2 separate regions of the Gossypium hirsutum genome follow, and region 1 is linked to region 2. A link is a contact called in public Hi-C data. All regions are on one chromosome and are shown on one strand. The core of a region is the stretch at or near the end of the contact, and the rest is flanking DNA. Distances in the headings are between cores, read along the strand shown. Region 1 holds the start of LOC107922258 (G2/mitotic-specific cyclin-2). Region 2 holds the start of LOC107918009 (protein NLP5).

Region 1 (6,694 bases), core at 2,938-5,437, 130 kb before region 2:
CATGTGCACATCCCGTTTGTACTTAGCTTCGTTGTGTCTTTCCTCACATTTGCATCAATTTGTAACTAATTTTAAGATGATTGCTTTGGCTTGGCTTTCAGGATGGGAAGGTTTCACAGCTTGAGCATGTTTTCATTCGAGGCAGTAAAGTCAGGTATTATCTCTCTCTTTCTCTCCCACATAGCCTTGTTCCTTTGTTTTTAATGGGTTGTATGTAGTGTAGGGTGTGCTCTCTCTCTTTAGATCAGATAACATTGTTTGGCTATTAAAAAGGGGCATATTTTGACAGGTTTATGGTCATACCAGATATGTTGAAGAATGCTCCTATGTTCAAACGTCTAGATGCTAAAATCAAGGTACATTTTACTAGTAGGTTTTAAGTTTTCTGTAAGAAGATTTCTAACTTCCTTGTGTAACTTCATGAAGGGCAAGAGTTCATCTCTTGGAGTTGGCAGAGGTAGAGCTGTTGCAATGCGAGCTAAAGTAAGTTCATCCGTCCAGTAATGAAGATGGACCCCCATCATTAATGTCCTTGACTAGTTTTTGGACTACCAAGTTTTAACTACACTCTTTTATGTTTTTGCAGGCTCAAGCTGCTGGCCGTGGCACAACAGCCGGGAGAGGTGTTGTGCCATCTATTCGTAGGTAACTTGGTATTGTGAAGTGCTTTGTAATCTCTTCTGTCAGAAGCATCAGTCATCATTGCAGACCACTTGAGATGCAAAAAAGGATTGACTCTTTTCGTATTGTACTCTTCATAATTGATGTAAAAGGATTGACTCGTTTCATTTCGTTGAGGAAAAAGAAATTAGATAAAGGTGAAGTCACTTTGCCTGAATCAAAAATGACTGCTCAATTTCAGTGTGAATGTTTAAAATGCTTTAATGACTTGGCAGTACTTTTCGGAAAATGATAGATATTGGAGATTTTTAATTTTGCTTGGTAGGCTGTAGTGATAGATGTCTAGCAAAGAAAGGGATGGAAATACATGAACACAAATTATTTATCCAATTGGGGGGGGGGGCTTAAGTCTAAGTTGCTTGTGATATATAAACAAATAAAAATGGGTTTGTTGGAACAGTTCTACAATTTATTCTCTCCGGGAAAGAGAATGAAAAACAAACATAATCTGGTTAAGTTCAAATAAGATATAAAACTAAAAAAAAGCAAACACTGAGTCAGACAGCGTCGTATTCATAAACCCAGGAACAACTTGTGTTGCTCTTTTGCTCCCCTATCCCCTCAGTTCATAGTTAGGTTTCTTGGCAGCTTTATTTGGTCAATAAAAAGGCAAATGCTTTCAAGTTGTGCTAGGATTTTGCCTCAAGGAGAAAAGTTGCTGGTTCAGTTTTTGCAGCATAACCATACTTAGATGTGCAATACTTGCGTTGTACGCCTGTAAGTTTCCCTGTACCTGCTTTCTGATGGAAAGTAACCATCATTCTTGAGCAATCCCTACACCAACAGAACAAGCAAATAACATGAGTAAGCTTTTAGATGGAAGTTACTGAAATTTCATGGTAACTGAAAGGAGGAAAGAGCCAAAAGACTTTACATAAGCTGCTCTTCTTTGTAGTTTGTATACCACTCACAGGTCTTGCTCCAATGCTTAAACCCACCAATAGTACACTGAGCAGTGAAAATAGCAGCAGCAGCTAATAAAGAAGGTGGAAATTTAAGCATTTCATATTCGACTAGGCACAGCTCGATCATGAAGAACGACAGAAGCTCAAGCTGGTTCAAAGTCACATTAAAAGCCATCTCAGATTCAATTAATGACAAAAGCAAAAAATGATAATGTTTTTGTTGTCACAAACCTTCTTGTTAGATTGAGCAGCTTTGAGAAATCTCCTCATAAACACATATGGTGTAGGAGAAGATAGATTGAATTGTAAAGTATTGATCATCAATTTCTCCTGCAAATCAAGATGTATATATGTATCACCCTTTTTTTCTTTTACTCATCAGTACATTTATGAAACACAATGTTGAATCACAAACCATGTCAAGCACTTCTTTCCTGCTGTAAGCCTTATCAGAAATCAGAATCAGATCCTCCACAACCGGAACAGAAACTTCTTCGTATTTGCAGGCAAGAAGCATGGCTGTTATTCCAACCAGCTGAAGTTTCTTCCTCACAACTTGATGGACTGATAAAAATCTATCAATTACCTTGACTGTCAGATATAAGGTCTCTTCCATCAGCTCAAACTTGTAATGAACCTGCAATTGATGGATGATAATTTAATTGCCAGGATGAAACCAAATTCATCCCATAACAAGAAGCAATGTCAATTAATGCAACATTTTCCTTACCTCTATCAGCCAATCAATGAGGATAGCTCTCATCTTTTCGTTAATGTCATGTTGTTGTGCCATATAATTTGGAGGGACACAACCGGTACACTGCAAAAATTAAATGAAAAGGGTTCACAAAATCAACCAAAACAAATGATTAATCACTCCATCTTTTTAAGTTGCAACTGAGCATGAAATCACCTCTGCTTTCCTGTAGAATTTGTATAAATCATCAATGTACTCAACAACTGCAAGCGGATTCTTTTTATCACCATTGTCAATGTCCAAAAAAGGCCCTTCAGCAATGTCTTCCATTTCAACCTCCTCCTGCAAGCGGAAGCAAAGCATCAGTGCCATTTGAACAAAAGAATGGTACTGATTGATGTATCAGTTAGTAAAGGGAGGCATGCCATACCATCCGGTCAATCTCCTCCAACATAGATTCAACATGTCGCTCAAACATAGGCACTTCGGTGTCATTACTTTCCTTGGGGTCATCCAAATCTATGATAGTGAAATCATCCGATTCATTTGGAACCTGTAAGTGTAACTTAAACCATTAAACTTCATATTTTGAACAATACCTAAATTTCTCATTGTAAAAAGGGTACCTCTGGTTTCATTTGCAGCTTGTTCGCCATCTCCGCAGCAAACTTCCTGAGAAAATGAATCATAAACAAAAAAGGATCAAGAAGAAGATAAATTTGGGAAACCAAAACAAATATCACATAAAGAAAAAAATTACCGACCTAGTAATTGGTCTATGCACATGTGTGGATGGGATCTTATTAGAGACTGCATTTCTTCTGAATTAGAACACAAAAGGAAAATGGACAAAGAATATCAAAACTGTGCCTTGATTACAAAATTTCATTCTCTAGCTAGAGAAAGAGAGAAATAGAAAACTATTTGTTTAATTATAAAAAAAAAGTCTCATTTTTGGACCCTTGAATTCCAAGAGAAACCCCACTCCTCATATACATCATTTATTCAAACCAACAAAAGCAAACTAAAAAACCGTGCTTTCTTTTCTGTTATAGGCAACCAAACAGAGAGAGGATTTAAGAAATTACTCACTCAGATAAAGGTCTCTTTTTGACAGCACAAGGGAAAGGTGGAGCTCCAACTACATCCCGATTAACGATGCTCAATGCCCTCCGATTCTGCCCAGTCGCCGCCGCGAACTTCCCCCGGGCCCCGGCACGCAAGCCCACTTCTATTTGAAATTAAAAAAAGAAGAAGAAAATACATTTCTTTAAAACTTTAAATATCGAATAGTTATTTAAACATCAAACGCAAGTTAACAGAAAATGGGGTGGAACTAGTCACCTTGCGAGGGTCCGATAACTCCTGGATTGTTCTCATCTGATCCAGCCATATCTTCCGTATCTACAAACAACAACTCCATACAATAAGAACCCCCTTAACATAGGCATCCCTACAACTTCATTGAAGACCGTTAAACTCAAGACTCCATATCAAAATCAAAGCGATTTTTTTTTTACTATTTTGATAATATTGATTAAATTGAAAGAAATGCTAAAGACCCAGTAAAGAAAGAAGATCAAAAAATCATCTTAAACAAGGAAATAGTCAAGAACCTGCCTCAAATGAATTTCCTCGTTGATCTTTGCCCACTCTTCAGAATCCCAATCAGAAAAACCCCGTCTCCTTCGATGCTCAATTCACTGAAAAAGGAAAGGAAATTAAAAAGAGAGATTACTCGTATTTGGAATTTGAAGACTGGACGGCGATGGAGTGATCTCTCTCTCTCTCCCGCTGTCACTCTTTTTTCTCCTCTCTTCCGATCAGGTTTTTGGGGGTTTTTTTCTTTTGGTTTTGCAGAAAAGGACCAAAATTAAATAAGCATGCAAACAAGAAATTCTTTATTTTCAAATCTAACGGCTAGTAAATTGAATGAAAAGACACAACGCTTAACTTAGCATACCACGTGCTTTCAAATTTTACTCCTTTTTTATTATGATTATCCATTATCCATGGTTGTTGGGTCGGATTTAGCTAACTGTAAACAAATTGGGGCCATGGATCAATCTGATCCAAAAACATTACCCCATCCCACTCGAGTTCCCATCTAGTAGGAAATATTAATAATTTAATAATTGGATCCCTCATATTATCTATTTTTAATTCAATTCAAAATAAATAATTTAAAAATTTGTAAAAAATTAAAATATTAAAAAAATTATAAAATATATCCAATTTTCCATCTCATTTCTGAATATTTCACTTAAAAATTGGTTCGTTCCTTACGTTTAAACTAATATATTAACCGATTCTCGATTTAATCAATCTTACTAATTTATCTGAATAAATTCAAATAAATATTAAAGAAAAATTAATCAATGGCAGGGAAGTAGTATATGTCCACATCCTGTGAGATTTTTTTTACACCAAAAAGACTTAAAACCTTAGAAAATCAACCCTTATCTATTCATCACATTCTATAAATAGTTGATATACTTGTAGATTTGAATAACGCACTTTAATTTTCATAAAAAATCAGTTCATCAATTTTACACATTCCACGTCTTCCATACACTTTTTCTAATTAACATATTTCTTACATTTTTTTATTATTATAAAACACTATAAAGGGTAGTTGATTTTATTAACAAATATCACTCAATACAAGTGAATGTATAGAGGGCGGACAATTTAAACCAAATTCAGTTATCTTGATCGAGTTACAAAATTAAATAGAAACATGGTTAAAAATAGAAAAATCTAACAAATCTTTTTTCTATTTCAAGTTTAATAATAATGTTGCATAATTTTAATGGTGTTGTCAATTGAACCCAAATATACTGGCCTGAATCTCGACTCAAACTAAATCACCACAATCAAGTACATAATCCGCTAGACCTCCATGCACCTCGTACACCTGCCCAATTGCTTCAAAGATAAATGATGCGTCAACTTTGAACCTCCCAATCGATGATATTCAACGCATCTATCTCGGTTGACACGACAATAACGGATTATAAATGAAGATAAACATATTCCTTATTTAATAGGGTTAATTTTTTAGTTTTCTTTCCTTCTATTTTTTATTAAATGAAACATTTAAATATATTTTTTAAACTCAACATGTTTTGACGTTCAAATCCCAACCAATAAGAATCCACTATAATGCCAATTCATTAAAAAAAAATTCCTTCCATGTCGTCAATCTACAAACTCGTGAAGTACAGGGACAAATTTATCAAAATTAAAATAAAGTAACTAAATTCACCAATCGAGTAAACCACAAGTACTAATTATAAAAATTGACCTAATCTGTTCAAACTTGCATGGTTTCATTGGTTTGTCACCTAATTAACATATTAGATTGCATTTGTTTTGAAATACTATCAGTTTCGAAAACTTGAAAAATCCACTCTTAACAATTTTATTCTAGAAAAAAATATATGAAAAACACACTCCCTGTCCTTTGAAAACTATGGTTTTTTCTTTTCACAATTATTATTTGAGAGAAGTTAGAATTAAGGTTAAATTATCTTTCAGTCCCTGTACTTTGAAAAAGTTAAAAAATCCTACATAATATTTTATGTCACAATTTACCAACATGACATATTGATTAGGCTAAAGTTATATAAAGTGACATATGATTGATAGAAAATAAACATTTTAAATTGAAATTCTTTTACAAGAACTATTAACTATATTAATGATTAGACAAGTATTCTTAAATTGAGAAATTAAGTATAAGGACTAAAACTCAAACTTTGCAAAAGTACAGGAACTGGTAACAGATTTTAACCTTTAATTAAATTACGTACATGTGTAATTACATAAGCAAACCATGGGTGTCCATTTACGAGTAACGAACTTTGAAAAGGAATTATTCTATATTAAGAAGCCAAAACTTAACCAATGAACACTCCAACATTCATGGAAAATTAGGGTTTGTTTTTTTTTTTGGTTTATGTTAATCCCATCTCCCTCTTTCGATTCTGGATGTCGTTAACGATTCATGTTTGACGTATATAATTTTCAAAACCATATATATCTCTCTATGTACAATTGGATTATATATATTGAGTTAGTCTCAAGCACAGTAGATAGATTAGTTGTGTAGATCTAGGGAAAGAGGTAGGTAGCAGAAAGCTGCAGATGGTGATGGATGTTGGAGAAAGAGACGGAGATGGCGAAGATGGAGGATGGGAGAATATGGGGGAAGATAATGGGACGAAATCACCCACCGATTTGGTGGATGAAACGGTGAGTATGATTGAGTACGTGGCTCGGTTTGGGGATTACCGAAGAGCCCAAAGGAAAGAATGTTACAATCTGGCTAGGCGCATGAAGATTCTGTTACCTTTCTTCGATGAGATTCGGCACCATGGTTCCCCCATCAGCCACAATTGCGTCGCTT
Region 2 (6,848 bases), core at 1,169-3,668:
ATAGAAATATAATTTTCGTCGAAACGAATTAGAGAGGCAATCATTTGTGAGAAATTAATTTGAATGAATAAAACACAAGATAATTTAAAAATATTTTTTAAATGAGAATATTGATAAGTTTAGAACAAAAAGTTTAAAGAGAGTTGAAAAAAAAAAGATGTGAATGAAAAAAAAATAAAATTTTGGGGATATTTATAGGTTAAAAATAGGTTACCATTGGCCCCATTAATTTTTTTTTTATCATTGGTGCGACAACATTCAAAAATTCGTTGATTTTTTACCGTTGAAGAAAAACATGTCCAATTGAATGCGCTTATTTGTCACTTATATAAAAAGTGTGTTCAACTAACCTATTTCCTTAAATTTAGAAAAAAAACAACCCGAAAGCCTAATTTAAAAATAAAAAACGGTTTTTACGCCTAATTTTGCCGGTTAAATGGGTAACGACACAGTAAATTAAGAATTAAAAACAGGTATAATTTATGAGTAATTTTTTAATTATAACGATGAAATTGAAGATGTTTTTTTTTAAATTTATCATATAATAATATCTTATTTGATAAAAATATTAAATTAATTTTAAATGATACTCTAAAAAAAGACTAGTTTTTGTTTTTTGGGTACATCAGAATACACTAGGTAACATAAGATTTTTGTTAATTTTTTAAATGGTAATGAATCTTTCAAACTACACTGCTGATGTGTTTTGTTTGAATGTATGTAAACTAATGAAACTGAGACAAAATGCTTATACAACTTGTCCCTGTTCCAACATCTTCATTTCAAATTTGAGTTTTGTTTTTTTTTAATAAATAAATAAATGTGTACGTTTTTTAGTTTAATAATTGAGAAAATTACAAAACGTTTGTTTATTTTATTTTATTCAAACAACCTTTTTTTTTAATTAACTTAAACAACGTATTCAAATACAGCGAATACCACCTTTACATCACAAATAAAAAATAAATCGATAAATTTATTACAAATAATAAAGAAAAAAGGTATTTAATTTTATTGTGTTTTTTTTTATACAATGTTTAGAAAGTTTATAGTTCTTTTTCAACTTATAAATAGAAAGATAATATGTTTTAGCACACTTAAACTTACACATTAATAACAATGCATATACCAATTGGACTAAGACTTAATTGATAATTTTGATGAGTTTAAAATAATTATAATATGAAAAGAAATTATAATGTTATTTTAAATTGCATAAGAATTGCCTTGATTTGGATTTAGCATAATTAATATGATATAAGAAATTATAAATTAATAAATCAGTTTTAGAAATCCAGCAGGACTGTTCACTCTAGTTAGCATTAAAATAAAAGAAAAATCCAACATCAGGCTAGGGTAGGCTAGTATTAAAACAGTTTAGCTGAGGTGAGAATCAATAATAACATTAAATAATAAAAAAAAAGAAAGAAAAGAACTAGAATCATCTTACTTTTTAATGAAAACAACCCCACCACTATGTTCCAAAATTCTATTTATTTACTGCATAAATCATTCTTAATTCCTAAGTCATAACCTTACCTAAACTAATTGAACATTGCGTGTACTGTTTTCACACTCCATTACAATTTTTTTAAAAATTTTCTTAGTGAAGAGGTAAAGTGTCAGATTAGAATGAGTTTTTACTCTCTTTTTTTATCAATTGAATCTCTTAATCATGCATTGAGATTGAGATTCCAATTTATTATACATTCCATTTACAAAAATAAGGATTTTAACTTTAAAGATAGAATTTTTTAAGGGTTTTAAGGTTTTAATTAAATATTATTGAGAAAATTCATTTTTTTTAAATTTCTTTTGAATTATTTTTTTCTAAACTTTTAACAATTAAAAGTATTGTTTTCGTATGGAAGTTTTATTCTTAAACTTATAAAAAGTTGTGTATAATGAAAGAGATATTTGTAAATTTATTATCTTTTTAAGCCTAGATTGGTGATTTAAGATATAGTGTTCTAAGGTATTTCTATTATTATTTGTACGCCTTATATTATCATTTTTCCCGAGTCAAGTATTTAATTCTATCAATCAAGACATTCCTTTTTGTAATTTGTACACGGCTCTTTACGGATGTTAGGAATAAAGTCTTAATATGGAGACAACACATCCTATTATTAGCGATCCAAGTTAGCTGCTTGAAAGATGATAATTGGAGCCAATTCCCCGTCAACAAATATGGTAAAATATATATATATATTGCTTTTAATAAAAAATAAACATAAATCAATAATTTTTATTGAAAGAGTTTCTATAACAATTTTAGTTTTCAAAAGGTAGACTAGAAACAGTTTCCCGGGGAACACAGCAAAGAAAAGGAAAAGTCTACGATGATGATGTTTTCAAGTTGGTCAAATTGATTGGAGAGGGCTTAAACCTCACTAGCGTGGATGCCATAATTCTCCACTTGCATTTGCAACTATATTATATATAATTTTAGATCTTCAATTCTAAAAACCAATTTCTAAATGAAAATTCTTATTTTCTAAATAAATAGGATTGGAGTCTACTCAAGATTTTCACTTTTTAACATGGAAACTTCAACACACTGTTAAAACTAAGGAAATGAATGAACCTTTTTAACATTAGAGGAGGGGTAAAGTACCACTCTTGTCTCTGTGTCCGACTCACTCGGTTGGAGGAGCCTTGGCCACCCATCGTGCACCAGTTGTTTACTGAATAAATAAATAAAAGGGGGATTGTTCATGTTTGTGGAAATAAATTAATGTAGAGAGGGAAGCTGGTGATGGTTAAGCAGAGCATCTCTATTCTCAAGGGACGTCCAAGTGGGTAAACACTCAGAAAGCAACCATTTTTTTACCACTTGAAGGAAGAAAATCTGATTCCACTTTCCTTATTTTAGTAATTAAATAGTAAACTCCATTATTCGTCATCAAAGCATACTTGTTCTTCTTCTTCTTCACCAGCGGTGGGCTGGACAAGGTTGACTTTTCATCGAGAATATCAAGGCCCAATGAAGGGGTTTGCTTATGTATGACGTGGGGTCAGTGCTTCAATGGCAGCAGAATCTTCATTCATTCTCATTTACCCAGGAATCATATTGAGTCTATTCCAAGGCAGCCGCAGATAATAACTATGACCCCCAGACAGGTTTTATCTTAGAGAGGTATGAACAGAGACAGTCTGTTTCAAGCTTTCTTTTTTTTCTTTGTTTTTTTTATGAGATCTTTCTTTGTTGCTCCTCCACGTTCTTGTTTTTGCTTCTTCAGACAGTTTTTTTTTTCTCTTTGAACTACTATTTCAACTTACAAGACACTAAAATAATAATAAATATTCCAGAAAATAGAACATTTTGATATGGTGATGTAGTATCCGTTTGAGATTTCGGGTATCTTCAAGAATCTCCGCCTAGTAAATATACAACATCTTGAGTTGCTGTCTTGTCTTTTTATTTTTAAAGAAAATGAAAATCTCTTGGTTTTAATGGTTAATGTTCTGGGCCATGTTACTCCATGTTATTCCCTTACGGTAAAGTGAGAATCTTGAACCAAAAGTGCTGAAGATATCAGCTGACTAACTGGGGAAGAATATGTAGAAAGTGGGTTTTTTTTTTTCAATGTTTGTTCTTTTATTCTCGCTATTTTGAATTTTCATCATGAAATATGGTGCTCCTTAGATTTGGATTTATCCTTTGATTGATTCTTGTTCTTATTTCTTGTATTTTTTTCCCCTCTCTTTTAAGTTGACTGATACTAGATGTGGAACAGCAAAAGAGAAGCCTAATCTTTATGTGACGCACATTAATTATTCCTTATCCTTTGACATAATCCTGCTTAGAGTTCTCTGGAACTTCATTATTCTTATGATCTTGTCCTAGTTGGTGGTATTCCTCAAATATTTGATGGGTCATTATATTTTGAACAGATTCTCTGGTGAAGACTAGAATTGATACTGGAAGCTTTTTTTTTTTTTTTTTGCCATCCTCTTTGATTTCCAAATCGAGTGGAATAACGTTGCCATGGAAGATACCATTTTCTCACAAGGCACCATGCTGGGTGGACTACCAGATTCAGCAATGGATTTCGACTACATGGATGAATTGTTGTTAGATGGATGCTGGTTAGAGACAACACAGGGATCTGATTTCCTTAATCCTACTCTACCCTTTTCAAATAATTTCTTTGATCCTGCATTTGCATGGCCTACTACGGAGTCTAACGCGGGTGATTTGGGCGGTGGCCTCTCTCACCAAGGAGAGAACCAAAGATCATTATTGTCTGGAAATTTGCATTGGAATGAAGCTCAAGGTGAAAGTTTGGTCAGTCCTCATTTTAGCCAAAGTCACAGTCTAGATAGTGATTGTGTAACTGACGGTTCTGAGCCGAATCGAAGATGGTGGATTAGACCAAGTGTGAATTCAGGTCCTGCAACCACTGTAATGCAGAGGTTAATTCAAGCACTTGGTTATATCAAAGCTTTTGGAAAAGAAAAAGATGTCCTTGTACAACTATGGTTGCCTGTAAATAGAGGAGGTAGGCGCTTTCTAACTACCAGTGAGCAACCTTTTTCACTCGATTCAAAAAGCCAAAAACTTGCAAGTTATAGGAACATCTCTGTCAAATATAATTTTCCAGCAGAGGAGGATTCCAAGGACATGGCAGGATTGCCTGGTCGGGTTTTCTTGAGTAAGGTTCCGGAGTGGACTCCTGATGTTCGATTCTTTAAAAGGGATGAGTACCCAAGAGTAGGTCATGCTCAAGAACATGATGTCCGTGGTACCTTTGCCCTTCCTGTTTTTGAACAAGGTAGTGGAACTTGCTTGGGTGTTATTGAAGTTGTGATGACAACCGAGAAAATCAAGATTCAGCCTGAGCTCGAAAGTGTTTGCAAAGCATTAGAGGTCCTTTCCTTTACCTTGTGTTTTTTGTTTTGTTATGTACTTGGTTCTTGCTTAATAAACACTCCTTATCCTCTTTTTTCTTTGCTAGCAGGCTGTCAATCTTCGGAGTTCTATAACTTCTAGCACTCAAAACATAAAGGTAATTGTGACAGTTATGGAATAAGTTCAATTGTTAAGAGTACTAAACTTCTTGTTGTACTTATGGGTTTGACTTATGTTTTGTCAGGCTTACAGTAATTGCTACCAAGCCGCCTTACCCGAGATCAAAGAACTTTTAAGGTGTGCTTGTGAGACACACAGATTACCCCTAGCTCAGGCTTGGGTTCCTTGTATCCAGCAAGGTAAAGAGGGTTGCCGGCATTCCTCTGAGAACTATGTTCATTGTGTGTCTACTGTGGATGATGCTTGCTGTATAGCTGATCCTAGTATCCAGGGTTTTCATGAGGCTTGCTCTGAGCATCACTTGTTAAAAGGTCAAGGTGTTGTCGGGAGAGCATTTATGACTAATCAGCCGTGCTTCATGACTGACATAACTTCCTTTAAGAAGACTGAATATCCTCTTGCTCACCATGCAATGATGTTTAATTTGCATGCTGCTGTTGCGATACGGTTCAGATCCATTCACACCGGTAAAGCAGACTTTGTCTTGGAGTTCTTCTTACCTGCGCACTGCAGAGATCCCGAGGGACAAAGGAAGATGCTTAATTCACTATCTATCATTATACAGCAAGTATGCTGTAGCTTGCGGGTTGTAACAGATAAGGAGCTAGTGGAAGAAACTGATTTGGCAGTTAGTGAAGTTGTAGCACCTTCAGATGGCTTACCTATTAGAGAAGAGTCATTGAAACAGCAGTGCACTCGTCATCATTCAAAGAAACTTTCTGGAGAAAGTTCATCTTGCCTCACTAAGGTTCAACAGAGTAGTAACACTGCCTTGGTACTCGAGAAAGAAAAGCCAAGGCCGATGTTGGATGAAAAAATACCTGAGGTGGAGCAGCATCAACAACATATTAGCCTACAAGAAAGTGTTGAGTGTGGAGATTCTACTTTTAATGAGATTAGCTTTTCGAGTGTGACAATGGGAAAAACAAGTGAGAAGAGGCGTAGCAAGGCAGAAAAAACTATCACTTTACAAGTTCTTCGCCAATATTTTGCTGGAAGCCTAAAAGATGCAGCAAAAAGCCTTGGTGGTAAGTGTTACTCTGTAAAGCTAAAATTTATTAATGTTCGGTTGCTATTTTCTTTCTGGTTTATGGGCTTTATGTGTTTCGGAAAATCTCGTTTTATAGTATGGTCAAATAATGAAGATAAATGTTGTATTGTTCTCTATTATTTCCTTGTAATTTGATGCCATTTCCTGTTTTCCTTTGATTTCAGTGTGTCCCACTACCTTGAAAAGAATCTGTAGGCAACACGGAATAAACCGCTGGCCATCTCGAAAAATCAAGAAAGTTGGACACTCCTTACAGAAACTCCAACATGTCATCGACTCAGTACAAGGTGCCTCTGGCGCTTTTCATATTAGTAACTTCTATGCAAATTTTCCCGAGTTGGCATCTCCAAAATTGTTAGGAAACAGTGCATTATCAACCTCACCGCTGAATGATAAACCAAAGCAAATAAACATACAGCCTGAGGGTGGTAATTTCCTGTCCCAAGGTGCTCTCTCAAATTCACCTTCCTCCTCGTGTAGTCAGAGTTCCAGTTCAAGTCATAGCTGTTCGAGTGGAACACATAGACCTTCAAATTTTAACATGCCTGGTAAGGAAGATCATATAATTGGAGACAACTCTGGGGATGGTGAACTGAAAAGGGTCAAAAGTGATGTAGAGTTGCATGCCTTAAGTCAAGAAGGACCAAAGCTGTTCCCAAGATCCCAGAGCCTTAGATCTCTTAAGGAACAGCTTATTTGTGACAATCTTCAACCCATATCTAAGAATACTAGCCCAATTGCTCATGATTTAGAAGCTCAAAG

The links. Hi-C and Micro-C count contacts between places; a contact is called where the count stands out from the background.
Region 1: a Hi-C map of leaf shows a contact between it and region 2, with 3 times the contacts expected there. The contact joins the promoter of LOC107922258 here to the promoter of LOC107918009 in region 2. A contact is called at or near these places in 13 of 34 Hi-C or Micro-C datasets (anther, hypocotyl, leaf and 2 more).

The regions. Positions count from the first base shown.
Region 1 is chrA01:20,089,796-20,096,489 of Gossypium_hirsutum_v2.1, reverse strand. LOC107922258 (G2/mitotic-specific cyclin-2) reads right to left here and starts at 4,187. Exons shown (of 11, transcript XM_041116957.1): 1 at 3,904-4,187; 2 at 3,628-3,687; 3 at 3,376-3,514; 4 at 2,910-2,955; 5 at 2,714-2,836; 6 at 2,500-2,625; 7 at 2,317-2,406; 8 at 2,002-2,223; 9 at 1,818-1,916; 10 at 1,556-1,734; 11 at 1,026-1,455. The coding sequence starts at 3,676. The coding sequence ends at 1,311. It overlaps LOC121231864 (U-box domain-containing protein 15), which reads left to right and starts at 6,185. Exons shown (of 4, transcript XM_041116834.1): 1 at 6,185-6,694. The coding sequence starts at 6,433. LOC107922261 (small nuclear ribonucleoprotein SmD3b) reads left to right here. Exons shown (of 5, transcript XM_016852198.2): 2 at 102-154; 3 at 290-356; 4 at 427-483; 5 at 587-933. The coding sequence ends at 649.
Region 2 is chrA01:19,958,045-19,964,892 of Gossypium_hirsutum_v2.1, reverse strand. It overlaps LOC107918009 (protein NLP5), which reads left to right and starts at 2,418. Exons shown (of 5, transcript XM_041116544.1): 1 at 2,418-3,139; 2 at 3,898-4,873; 3 at 4,965-5,012; 4 at 5,100-6,063; 5 at 6,251-6,848. The coding sequence starts at 3,992.